2 separate regions of the Anser cygnoides genome follow, and region 2 is linked to region 1. Evidence: chromatin contacts called from public Hi-C data. All regions are on one chromosome and are shown on one strand. Each heading gives the region's core, a stretch centred on a gene start, on an enhancer-like site or on the middle of the called end of the contact. The rest is flanking DNA. Distances are from core to core; before and after follow the strand shown.

Region 1 (6,092 bases), core at 2,330-4,829:
GACAATCTAATTCTGGCATTATTTTTTTTTTTTTTCAATCTAAGTGCTTGATTTCACAGCTTGTGCGTTCCTATAACACCTACATCTTGTACGCTGTTTTTATAAAGGCTCTCACACCACCTTCCTTTCCAGAAGAAGTGGAAAACCACTGATATTCTATTTACAAAGCATGAAGACACTATGGTGCGATGTTTATTTCTTTCTCTTTTAAATATATCAGCTTATTAGCAGTTTAATATTATTTGCAGAGCATGCGAGGTCTACTATCTGATCTAAAAAGTAGTTTAGAGACACTTTTAAAACAAAACTAATCACTATACCTTAAATCTTCTAACCATCATAGAATGAAATTAAATGCAGATATTTAAAGAGAAATACTTTCTCTGGAGGCACTCAATAATCACAGTATTTCCTTCAATAAATCATAAGGTTTTGGCATGCATTTAAGGCACTAACTGATTTTTAACAGTTATGCATTGGAAATATGCATGCTCAAAAACTACTTATGCACTCACAGTATATCTGCTCTTCTTGGAAGAATCAAGCAGTTTTCTCATCATTTTTAACACTACATTGCCCATGTTAAATTTAACCATTACCAAAGTAAGTATCAAATCCTCTGCGTGTTGGAAGGCATTCTTTCCTGTACATCCCTAAATGCCACTTCCCCACCATGTGAGTAACGTATCCTGCATCTTTAAGTAGCTCTGGTAGGAGTTTCTCATCTAGTGGTAGACAGCTGGGCTGGCACGGCCAGATTATTTGGTGTTGTAAACCTGTATGGATCTAGTGGGGAAAAGAAAGGAAGAGGTATTAGTTTCAATGCAGTAACACATAAGCAGGTCCAAAAAGAAACAATATTACACAGCAGGGTAGCATTAGGTTCAGGGCCTGCTGGTTTCACTAAAGTAGCACCACCGAAGTTCAGAAAGCCAAAGATGGAGGTCGGGGCTGTATGGAGGAAGACCATGAAATAGTACTGCCAGTGTTAACAAGAGGATCTTCCCAGGCATAATTCAAGTGCAATATAAATAAATAAATAAATAAATAAATAATCAAGCCTTTTGTATTTTCATCTGAAAGCCTAACATGTAACAACTACCATTACAGTCTTCCTGAATGCAAAAATTTAAATAGAATGCAGATGGACAAAAATGTGCAATGCAGTTACAGCTACAGAGCTTTTGCCTTTATCAGAGAACAATTACTGGAGGAAAAGGTGGCAAAGGCTAGGAAAGCTATTTTTGCAGTACTGCTCCAAATGGGTATTACATAAACATAGGTATGCATTTATTTACATCCTCAAAGTGAGTGTTGAGCACTTTTACAAATAAAATAAAAGAAAAATTGGATATTGGAAATAAGGGAAGTTTTAGACACTGACTAGATCTGACCTCTGACTGTTTCACCCAGGTTTCTAATCTTAACAAGTGGTGAACTTTGTATGTCTTCACAAAAGTATGACTGGTAATAACAGTCTGAGTCGTATATTTTGCTTGATGCAAGAAACCTCTTCAGTTACTATGTACTACAAGCTGACTTTTGTCAACTCCCATATCTCCTACTAAAAAAACCACCACAGACAAACAAAAAAAAGTCCCACCACCCTAAACCTAGGAGGGAAAACACACACATACCAGTTTAAACATCTTGTTTGTTTACTAAGTATTTCTAGTAATCTGCCTCTGTCGAAGCACACAATCTCCAACACCTCCCTAGACAGCAAGACATCAGATTCCATAATGCCACTAAGCACTTCAGTGTAGCAAGCTAAATGACTAATTTGAAATCATCATGGTAGCAACCATTTGAACTCACTTTTAAACCAAGTAAGCCCTGACTTAAAGTGCATGGATAAGTAGACTAGACTAGTAGACTAGTACACAGTGGTGGGTGTACTAGTTGCTAATTTTCTTTGAAAATGGAGCTGGATTTTTTTTTTTTTAATGCAGCATTAGAAAAGTATTATTAATATAGTGAAAGATACAAGCTAGGAAAGCATTGCAATTTCTTCCACAGTCACTAGGGAGGAAAAAAAAAAAAAGGAAAATAGTAAAACAAATCTACAACTTTCAAAAACCAACAGCTTTGCTCTTTTTTCCTCATTGACTGTAGGATGACTATCAGAATTCCAGCTCCAGATGTAGGATACATTCTTAAATCTTTGAGTAATTCTTCATCATGTTCACCATATCATTGTATAAAACAAAACCCCACACACTTGTTACATAGTTTTTTCCTGAACAGAATGTCTGCTCAATTTTATAGAAAATTTTCTTCAATTTTCTAATATTATTTTACTCATTTTTACTAAGGTCAACATGACATTGAATTATCAAGTCAGATGCATATGATGAACTCAAATCAAGACTGAACCATGAGCATTTCTAATTTCCACTCTAAGATCAGATGCTGCGAAGTCCAGTTGACACTGACCTATTTCTAGACAAGCAAGTTAACAGTATGAGCTGCATTCTAGAATAGGTCAATATAAAGAAATAGTGTAAGTAATTTAAAAAAAAAAAAAGTACTGGTAGAAAAACTACATCCTTCTATTCCTTATTGGCTCTTCAAGTTTGGGAACAGAGCAAAAGGTAAGTCCCCCCTAGACCAATCGCTCTGCTACACCAAGAGGTAGCACCCACTAACATGTAATTTCATTCTGAGCACTTTCTTTGATAAATACAGTTGCAGAACGTTTTGAGAGAAAGGGGAAGTTTCTGACACACATTTAGTTCTTTGCGAGTTCCTCCATTTTTTTCCCCCCGTTTTTGCCAAAGCTGCAATGAAAGTGAAAGGAAAAAAAAAAAAAAAAGTATAGCAAAATTATGAAGTTCAATTCTTAAACCTGTGGGAGGAAAAAAAAAAAGGGGGGGGGGGGTGGGTGGGGTGGGGAATCATGCGCATGAGGAGGAAGCTGGGTAGCCAGGCTGAGGATCAGCCTGTGGGCACTGTCATGGGAGCGTGGGGCACCATGTGAAGGAAGATGTACAGGTGAAGGATGCATTTAAACACTGCACGGGAAAAATAAATAGCACAAACTGAGCACGCAGTGCTGCCTCTGGCTGGATCTTGCGTGTGCCCACCCAGCTCAGAAGCACCTAAGAGAAGGGGACCGCGCTAGGGCTGTTTGTCCCGGCGCCCTGCCGCGCCTTTTAACCCGGCACCTTGCACTACCCCGCCCCTGTATTTCCCAGCTCGCAGCCCGCAGCTCAGCGGGACGCGGACGGGTTTATCTCCACAGAGCGGGGCACAGCCCGTCCCTACCTGGTAGCGGCCGCTGAGCAGCTGGCTGCGGGAGGGCGTGCAGAGCGGCTGCGTGTAGTACCGCTCCAGCCGCACGCCGCCCGCACCCAGCGCGTCCAGCCGCGGCGTCCGGATGGCCGAGCCGTGCCAGCCCACGTCGCCCCAGCCCAGGTCGTCGGCCAGCACCAGCACCAGGTGCGGGGCCGAAGGCCGAGCCGCCGCCGCCAGGCGCAGGGCGCACCACAGCAGGCAGAGCCGCGGCGGGACGCCCGCCCGCCCCGCCATCCCCCCGCCGGCCGCCGGAGCAGGAACTGGGCCGCCGAGGGAGCCGCGGCGCCGCCCCGGGGCCGGGCTGAGGCGAGGGGAGCGCCGCGGCCTGGCGCAGGCCCGCCCCCGGCCTCCCTCCCTGCCTCGTGTGCGGGCCTGAGGGAGAAGTCGTGGTGGGGTGCCCGCTGCCGGCAAGTGCCGAGTTAGCTTTAGGTTGGTTCGTTTGTCAGGGGAGGTTAAAAAACAGGGTGTGCGCTTGTGGTCTGTGTCAGCTGAGTAACCATCTCAGCGATGTTGCCTTCCGATTTCATCTTCCTGTAATTCCCACGATAAACATCCGTTTTAAACCGTGGAGGCTTTCCCAGGTGGAACCATGGGTCTGCCTGCAAGCCCGCATTGCAGCGTTCGCTAGGAGAGTACGGGGTGTATGCTGGTGCAAAGAACGGGACCGTTACTTCTCCCTGCCTACGTGAGGCTGTTGCAGCTCGTCCAGTGCTACCCACAGAGGTTATGCAGTGCTTTAAACAAGGTGCGGCAGCCGCCAACGCAGCCATGGCCTCGCTGCTTGCCAAACGGTGCCACAGACCTGGAAAGACAAGCTGCCACCGTCACTGGAGAGGCAGCTGAGGTGTGTGAGATGGCAAATATTCCTGTAGGAGAAAGTGCATGGCCTCTGCCACCGTTAGCTACTACCCTCCCTCCCCTGCCCGCTCCTTCTGCAAAGCCATGAGTGACACAGTGCTATTTTCTCCTAATTTTGGTCATGTGGTTGAGAAGTCTAGATCCACCTCCGGCTGTAAAATGTTGTTTATGACTGTTAGAGTGTAGGAAGGAAGTGAAGAAACCAAGAGGCAGAAAGAACAGCTATGTCAACAGGGCTGTTTCTTCAAACCTTGTAATGTTCTAAAGCAACACTGTAGACAACTGCTAACCTACTTAAAAGCCTTGGTGTAAAAGCTAAGACTCTGGATGGACAGAACTGTCAGCTCTGATCAATTTTGTTCATCCATGGAATACATAAATATTTCAGTGTCCAGTTAAAAATCAAATAAACGCATCTTTGATACTTAGCTGGAATGGTACATACATGTCATCCCAACTTCACAGAGCAATTTGGTAACAGGTGAAAGAAAAATACACACCAAAAATACTATTTATCAGTGGAAAAAAAAAAAAGTATCAAGTACTGTTGCTTATTTTCTTTCTGATTGACTGGTCTCTGTAGAAAGTAGGTTCTCGCTCCTCTGAATTAAATATAGTGGATAAGCCTATGAAGTTACCAGATATTCTATAAACCCCAAAGGATTCCCTGCTGGTTTGAAAACAGTAACAAAGATGACTGATGACACTTTCTTTTTTTCTACAGTAATTAGTAACACATTCATTCATATTCCCTCGAGGAGTCAGTTTAACCTTAAATTTTCATCTCTGAAGCAGTATCGATTATTAGTGGTCCTGATACCTTTCTAAAAAGATATTACTTGCTCTCTACCCCACTTCCAGGTCTTTCTCCAGACCTGGTCTTTCTCCAGGTCTTTCTCCAGGTAGAAGAAATGGGTTGTGCCACAGAGGCATTTCCAAATCAAATGACAGAAAGAGATTGGAACTGAAACTGCATACACAGGAGAGGAAAATCCATAATGAAAAGAAAGCAGGAAAACAGATGAGGAAAGCGTTGATAAGAAGGTGTATCTGGCAGGTAATGCAAAGTGCCAAGGAAATCCAGGCAAAAAGGAATTTTATATGATGTAAAAGAAAGAGAAAGAAAACAGAATTTAGAGGGAAGAGATGCATTAAAAGAAAAATCTAATTTCATTGTTAATTTTTTCTCTCATAAAGAACAATGAAGAATGAATGGGTACTATTAAGTCAAGTTACCACTGGTTCCCTTATACCAAGATCTCTAAGTTCTTTTTCTTTACATACAAACAATTATTATTGCTGTCTTTTTGTAATTTTATTCTGCATATTATACCTTGTTTATTTTCTCCCTGAGTCAATTTCTGGGACTGAGCACTGATGTGTTTAAGGTTCTGGGAGGGGACTGTTCCTGCATGCTTTTGTTCACCCCAGTTTTAGGAGTTGGATGAAAATTAATAAAATTAAACAAATAAGATAACCAAATTTCTTTCTTTATTGCTAAGGAGGCAAGTGAGCCCCTAGTTAAAATAGGACACTGCTACAAGAAGTAACAAGATTTTCCTAACATCTTTTTTCCCTGAAGAAAATTCCAAGATTACTGACAAGCTGATATGTGACTATGAGTTATATTTTCTTTGTTGAGATGTGATTCATACTGTTCATAAGGCTGGAATATTCTGACTTACCTTGTTTTTAGTTCAGATCCCATCACTATTCACAGTCGTCTCACAGAATTGTATATTTTGCTAACTTCCATGTCCTCATTCTAAGTAAAACTCCATTCAAATTTTAGCAAATTCTCATGGAAACAACTCTTGTTCATTCAGAGCAATTACTTTTAAAATCTGCAGCGCTGGTAAAAATAGAAATGTTGGATGCACATTTTGCTATAAAATTCATAATAACTTATTTACATCATATGTTTTAAAATGTAAGAT
Region 2 (6,616 bases), core at 1,756-4,255, 310 kb before region 1:
GTGAGAAACATATTTGCACATGGCACATGCAACCTCTTGCTACTTGGCTGTGGCAAGGTAACTATTTCAATGAACTATTTCATCCTTACTAATCTTCCCACTGTCAAACCTTCCACTTACTCAGATTCAAGATGTCTTCACAATAGAACTTTCAAGGCCCTGAAATATTTTCAATGTTGACACTGTGTCCCAATCAAACCACAGCACTAGCATTTTGAGAAAACACTACATTTGTTAAATGAAGATTCTATTCGTAATTAAAAACTAATGAACAAATCCTAGAATTGCTAAAATTTAAAAAGTCAGCTTTAGCAGAAGAGTGAAAAATGTGGGCATTTGACACCAAAGTATGCTCAGAACTTTTATGTGGTAAGTACTTCAGCTGTGCACTTCTACTGAACAGACAAAAAGACGACATTTAGGACAAATAGTTTATATTAGGTCAACTTCAGACTTCAGATTTAAGACTACTGATATTCATTCGTGCATCTTTGAGAAACTTGTCATACACCCTTCTATACTCTGTAAGACTAAAGACAGCACAACCCTATAAACAACTTGTTTTTTTCAGAAGCATTATACTTTAGCTTGCTTTCACTTCAAGACAAATACATGAAGACAGAAAACAAAAAAGCCTATATTCTTTGTTGGTTTTAAGTGTTTATGATAGTCTCGACAGTAACACTCTAACCATGTGACATTGTTCAGATTAATTTGCAACAGGCAAATTTGGGTCTCTGGTCAAACAATTATTCTAGGGACAGCCATACATTACATGCCCCTCTGTCTAACGACAATTTCTCCTTCCCCAGCAACCAAGAAGCTCACAAAGTACTGAAACACCACGGTACGGAACATAGGCACATCTAAGATCAAATACAGCAGTGTTGAGTGCCAGCCAAGAGAGAGCAGCAAACGTGAAGAGCCCCAAGAGTAACTTGATTTTCACTAGAGGAATATCCTACTACATCTATCCTTGAAAATGCAAGACACAGACACACATCTTGCACTCCTCTGTGCACACACTAGAGAGGGTCCAGATCTGACCAGTTTAAAGAACACGAACCAAGAAGACACCATGTCTTCAACACGGGCTACAGGCACTGTCCTGAGAAGGTTTCCATTTCAGCTCGAGGTGTAAGAAATTTTGTTTGCTTCTCAGTAAGGAGTTTGGGGCCTATTAGGAGAGCTTTCCTGCAGTGTCCATTTCTCAAAATCTCTTACACAGATTAGGATTTTACCACATAGTTTCAAATCAGGGCAAACTTCCTGTTTTAACAAGGACTTGTTTGTCAGCTGCAAAGACCACTGAGATCAAAATCAGCTTTCTCCTCAAGCCCCTTCTTCAGGGATCTTCTCTCCCCTCCTTTAAGTAAAGAAGCAAGCCTGGAACACAAATTAAAAAGGCACACACATATCACAAGCTACTCAGCTACTCTGGTTCTTCCATATTCAGAAAGTCATACACGAACACGTACACACAAAGCCTCAGGACCCCAGAGCTGTATTTCTGCAACCATTGGACAGCCTCAGGTAGAATTACTTAATTTGTTCCCACAGCTGCGGAAACATTGACAAATATACTTAGCCTGCAAAACAGTCTGAAATCTAGGATGAAATGAGTTTATATATAGAATTACAGCCACGATCAAGGATCAGGGGTACTCTCCTCTGCAGAAAAGTGTAAGAAGAACGATGGTTAAAAAATAAAGCACAAAGTTGTTTCCACAGAAAGGAACAACAAAAGCAGGGCGCAAGCAACATAAGTCAGATACAAACACAAGTCATTAGGGCATCCATGCTAGATCATTGAAAGTTTTAATTGGAACAGAATGAAAAAGCAAAAGATGTAGAGGAATCGCAGATGAAGAGAAGTATGACTTGTATGGAAAACTGAGGAGGCCTATCAGCTGCTGTCTCAAGGAGACAAGCATGAGAATCACAGCAGCTTCGCCTTGTTGTGATTTACTTCAGTGTGGCATAAAAATAAACACATCAGTCGAGGTTTCTAAGCACGGATGCTCTCTTTGCGCAGAACAATCAAACTAAAGAACAGATGATTGATTTCCTGATGTACACGAGACCTTAGTTTATGGTCCTTTTTACTGGTCGCTCTAGGAATAGATTTCCGATTTGCTGTAGGATACCATTCCAGCTTGGCAAGCCTCTTGATCCTTCCCAGAGGCATTTTTTGTCGCTTCAGGTCCCTTTTCCTTTAAGGAGCTAAAGGTTTTCGGTGTCGGTGCACTTTAGACTGTTTCCTTTCTTTTTCTTTTTTTTTTTTTCTCCTTCCCCCTGCCTATTTCCTCATTTTGACTTCTGACCAAGAGCCGGACCGTGTTAACTCCCTCCCATTTCACACCAGCCACCTCGTCACGGCCAACCACGTCCCCAGCTCCCACAGACAAACTTCCGAGCGCTTCTTAAGACCCACGGGAAACAAAACGAAACTTGCGCCAACGCGGCTGGCTAGCAAAACTGATAAAAAGCTTCTTTATGGAAAAAAAAAAAAATTCAACCCCGCCCCCCCCCCCCAAAAAAAAAAAAAAAGCTCCACAGCCCCGGGCACACGCCAAACGCCGCCACACGAACTTCGCCGCGGCGCGACGAGGCGCTGAGGCCCGCTCCCCTCCCCTCCCCTCCCCTCCCTCACCCCCATCCCCTCCCCGCCGCCCGAGCCCGGCCCGGAAACGCGGCCCGGGGAGGCCCGGCCGCCCCTCACCGCCCGACCCCGCTGCCGGTCCCGCCCCCGTCCCCTTCCTTACTTCTTGGTGTCGCTGCTGAAGAGCCCGAAGGCCGCGGGCACCGAAGGGGCCGTGGTGGGCGCCGCCTCCTGAGCCAGCTCGGGCGCCGCCTCGCCGGCCTGCTCGCCGTAGCTGTGCCCGTTACCGGACATGTCGCCGCTCGCTGCCCGCTCCGACAAACTTACCGGCACGGCACGGCACGGCACACACCCCCCGCCAAGCACCGGGCACGGGGCGGGAGGGCCACGTGACGGGGGGGGGGGGGGGGGGGGACGGGACTCGGTCCGCCCCGCCCCGCCCCGCCCCGCCCCGCCCCGCCCCGCCCCGCCCCGCCCCGCCCCGCCGCCCGGAGGTGCCGTCGCCGCGGCAACGCGGCCCGGCCGTGAGGCGGGTGTTGTAACGGCCGGGCTGACCGGCCCCTGCCGTGCCTGGGCGGGAAGGAAAGTTAAAAGATGTCCAAGCACAAAAAAATCTCCAAAATTGTCCAAACACTCCAAAAAAAAAAAAAAATCCAAAAGATGTCCAAACACAAACCTTAAGCACGCCGCTGCCCGGCCCCCTGGCCTCTGCTGGGCACAGGCCGTTTTATTTTTGTGTAGCCAGAATACTAACGTGGCCCCTACACGTAGCAAAAGCAACTCTTGTTGCGTGTAGTAACCAATATTATAAATTAACCAGCTTGGTACTAATTAGTCATACACACTGACTGCGCTGCAAGTCTGCTCCAGGTTGCTAAATATTCAACAAGTTAAAAGTTAAGTCCTATCAATTCCACCACTAGAAAGGAGGAAAGAAAAGAGAAACAGTCCCAGGGTATCTCATCTGATAGCAAGGTGGCTCCAGTCCCAGCGTTAACAACACTTGCCGTTCCAGGAGCGATGACGCAGCCTACATTCACAGCAGCAACTTACATATACGAGCCCATGGAACATAAAAGGATGACTAGAAGTCATACGAGAAAAGTTTCTCTTAATTTCTTTTTACAGTCTTATTTTACTATATACATCCTACACACACCAAAGTATCCTGTCTTCTTCCACACCTCCTACTGTTTGAGGAATAATTTGTGCTCATTAAAATGCCCTTCTATCCATCTATCTAAATTATGTTAGCGGAGTCCAGCCTCTTCATCCTGAGAACAAACTCATTTCCAAAAGGTTACAGTTCACAATCAATACCTTTTATCTTACAGAGGGGAAAAAATGGTTTGTCATAATATTTTTCTGAGGCAGCTCTTCAAATTTCTTGTCTTTCACCAACTTGTACATTTCTGTTTGAAACTGGGTTAGTGCCAAGCAAATAAACTTGACAGGAGGTGTTACCAATACGTTATCTATTAAAAGAGTGGGACAGAGATAAGGTCAGTTGATCACTTCAGTTGCCTTCTGTGGATGCCAACATTTCAGCTTCCTTTCAGGGTCTCTAATAGCCTTCTTCTTTGTAGTACAGTCTCTTGAAAGTCAAGGCTTAGAGAATTAAAGGCCACTGTTGGCTCCCAGTCACAATGCAAATATTCTTGACCATCACCAATATGCCTGTTGGTTCTTCAGATTTACAATTTTTCATACTATCCCTTCCAATTGCTCACAGGAACAGCCACACCAGTTTTCTTTCCCTGCAGATGCAGATCTCTCGTTATAATTACCACAAACTCTCACGGCACCTGTTGATACTCTTTCAGTGATGTGACTTGAGGCAGACATCTCTCGATCTTACAAAGTCAGGTGAAATCCTAGGACCTGACTTTTAAAGGATCAAAAACCAGAGTAGGCTCTCAGAGGCAGATGCCAGTAGGCATCTAGCAAGACCAGATGTAAAAAGGACAGTTATTCATCTCCTAAAAGTTTAAGATGCTGATTCTCTGAATTTGTACCAGCAGCGTTTTGAAAACATCTCTGACTCAATTTTTCAAACCATGCATTACTTTCACAGTGTAACAGTGAGAGCGCTTGAACTTTGGTCCCATACGTGGTTATGCATACATGAAAGGGGCCCTGGCTTACATCTTTTATTTGTATGTAAGGCACATGCAGGGTAGGAAAAGGTAACCTATATCAGGCCAAGTCCATAGTTTTTAAGGTAGATCTATTCTTGTTCCTTCGAAGACTGACTCTGCTGGTTCTCTGAAATAAGAGACTTTAAACTGTTTTGCTTCTTTGCATAAAGCTGTAAAATATGTGTATTTATTGATAATGATAAGGAACACCTTAAGTAGAACAAACTAATTCTCCTCTTTATACTACATATGACACATAAAAAGAAAGATTAGAGGAAGGATTAACACTCAAAAAAAAGAGACAATAGTAAGTTTATAGATTGTTTCATTTTGGGGAGTACAAACACATGGAAAAGGACACAAACAGGCTACTGAGGTGGGTGATCATGGGACTGTGATACAAAAAAGTGGAACAGATAGTAGCAGTGCAGCAGAAACTGAGAACAGAAAACAAATATTATATGGAGATTTCTTAAGTACATTTAAATAGTCATATAAGGAGGGCTGGATACAAGCTCTCGTTGTCAGTTCTTGCTATCTAGTTCTAGCCTGAAATACACCACACCACTTCCTTGAATAGCCTTCTACTTGCTATATTAACTCTTCACGATCACCCTGCAGGAGCAATGTATTTGCCCATTGAATTTACACCTGTACAAAATTATTTTAAGAATACTGGATTATGAAACACAAAATACCACCGAATCTAAATTCTCCGTTTACATTCATTGATTACAGAATTCTACTTCAGGTTTTTACACAGCATTAAAAAAAAAAAAAAAAAAAAAAAAAAGTCATAAGATTTAAAACAGGAACCATAATGGGATTTTGCTTCTTATTTTTCATTCATCATGTTTCTTTCTGAAATCATTTCACCATCATGATTCATTTCTATATTTCTATATGACCATCTTCACAATTACTACACATAACACCTGGTAAAATGAATTGTTTCTTAGTCTTCCATTCATAGATGTAAACAGCTATGTAATATGTTATGTTTGGACACAGTTTTTAAAAATGATTGCACTGAGCAATAAGTTCCCAGGTTCTGTGGAAGGAAAGATGAATTTATACGGATAAATAAATATTCTTTTTCATCAAAACTTACATGTATATATGTGTATTTTATATATATACATACACATTTTATGGGAAAAAAATCTTCAACTTTTTCAACACAATTAACTTTGTTCAGCTTTCTGAACCATTTACAGAAGATATCTTTTGGTGGTTTTTACCAAGTTAATTAAGTCCATTTGTGTTTTCAGTTGTACTGTGTTGCCGTATGCTTACTTGATGCCCTCTAGTGGATCATAGTACTAGTACTCTATTTGCCATAACAACGAATTCAGGAGGTGCATTATTAAGGAAGTTCATTTTTAATGGAGTTCAAGCCCTATGTAACAGAAACTTTATGATAATAAATGCTTTGTTCATATTTTCTATATTGCTTATAGTTTCTGATATACCTAAAATGAGCTGTTATTCCAGATCCCACACACACCTATAAGAGTTTTTTGACTTTAAGTTATTTTTTACTATATGTAAGAGATGAAAGATAAGTAATGATATGATACAAACTTCTGTATATTAAGCCTTTTTATTCTGTAATGATTTTGAAATCTGATTTATAGTCAGTTAGTTTAAAATTAAACACCAAGAACTCATTCCTGAACTTGGAATACTAATTTGTCTTTACAATGCATTTTCAGTCTGTGACCTGAACTGAGATGCAAGTATTCCTGATTAATTCAAGCAAACTCTTATGCAGGTGAGAAAATTAATGGCTCTGAAAAAACCTTTGGTCTGCCTCTCTCCAATTAAATGTAGCTTTGGGACAAGCTAACAAATAAAAGCAAACCATGGTTCTTTA

Evidence for each region. A called contact is a pair of places that touch in the nucleus more often than the background predicts.
Region 2: a contact with region 1 is called in a Hi-C map of liver, with 4 times the contacts expected there. The contact joins the promoter of AP3B1 here to the promoter of ARSB in region 1. A contact is called at or near these places in 3 of 7 Hi-C or Micro-C datasets (granulosa cells and liver).

Annotation. Positions count from the first base shown.
Region 1 is chrZ:78,315,587-78,321,678 of Taihu_goose_T2T_genome, reverse strand. ARSB (arylsulfatase B) reads right to left here and starts at 3,579. Exons shown (of 8, transcript XM_048055797.2): 1 at 3,268-3,579; 2 at 600-786. The coding sequence starts at 3,531.
Region 2 is chrZ:78,622,264-78,628,879 of Taihu_goose_T2T_genome, reverse strand. AP3B1 (adaptor related protein complex 3 subunit beta 1) reads right to left here and starts at 3,005. Exons shown (of 25, transcript XM_066987682.1): 1 at 2,766-3,005. The coding sequence starts at 2,896.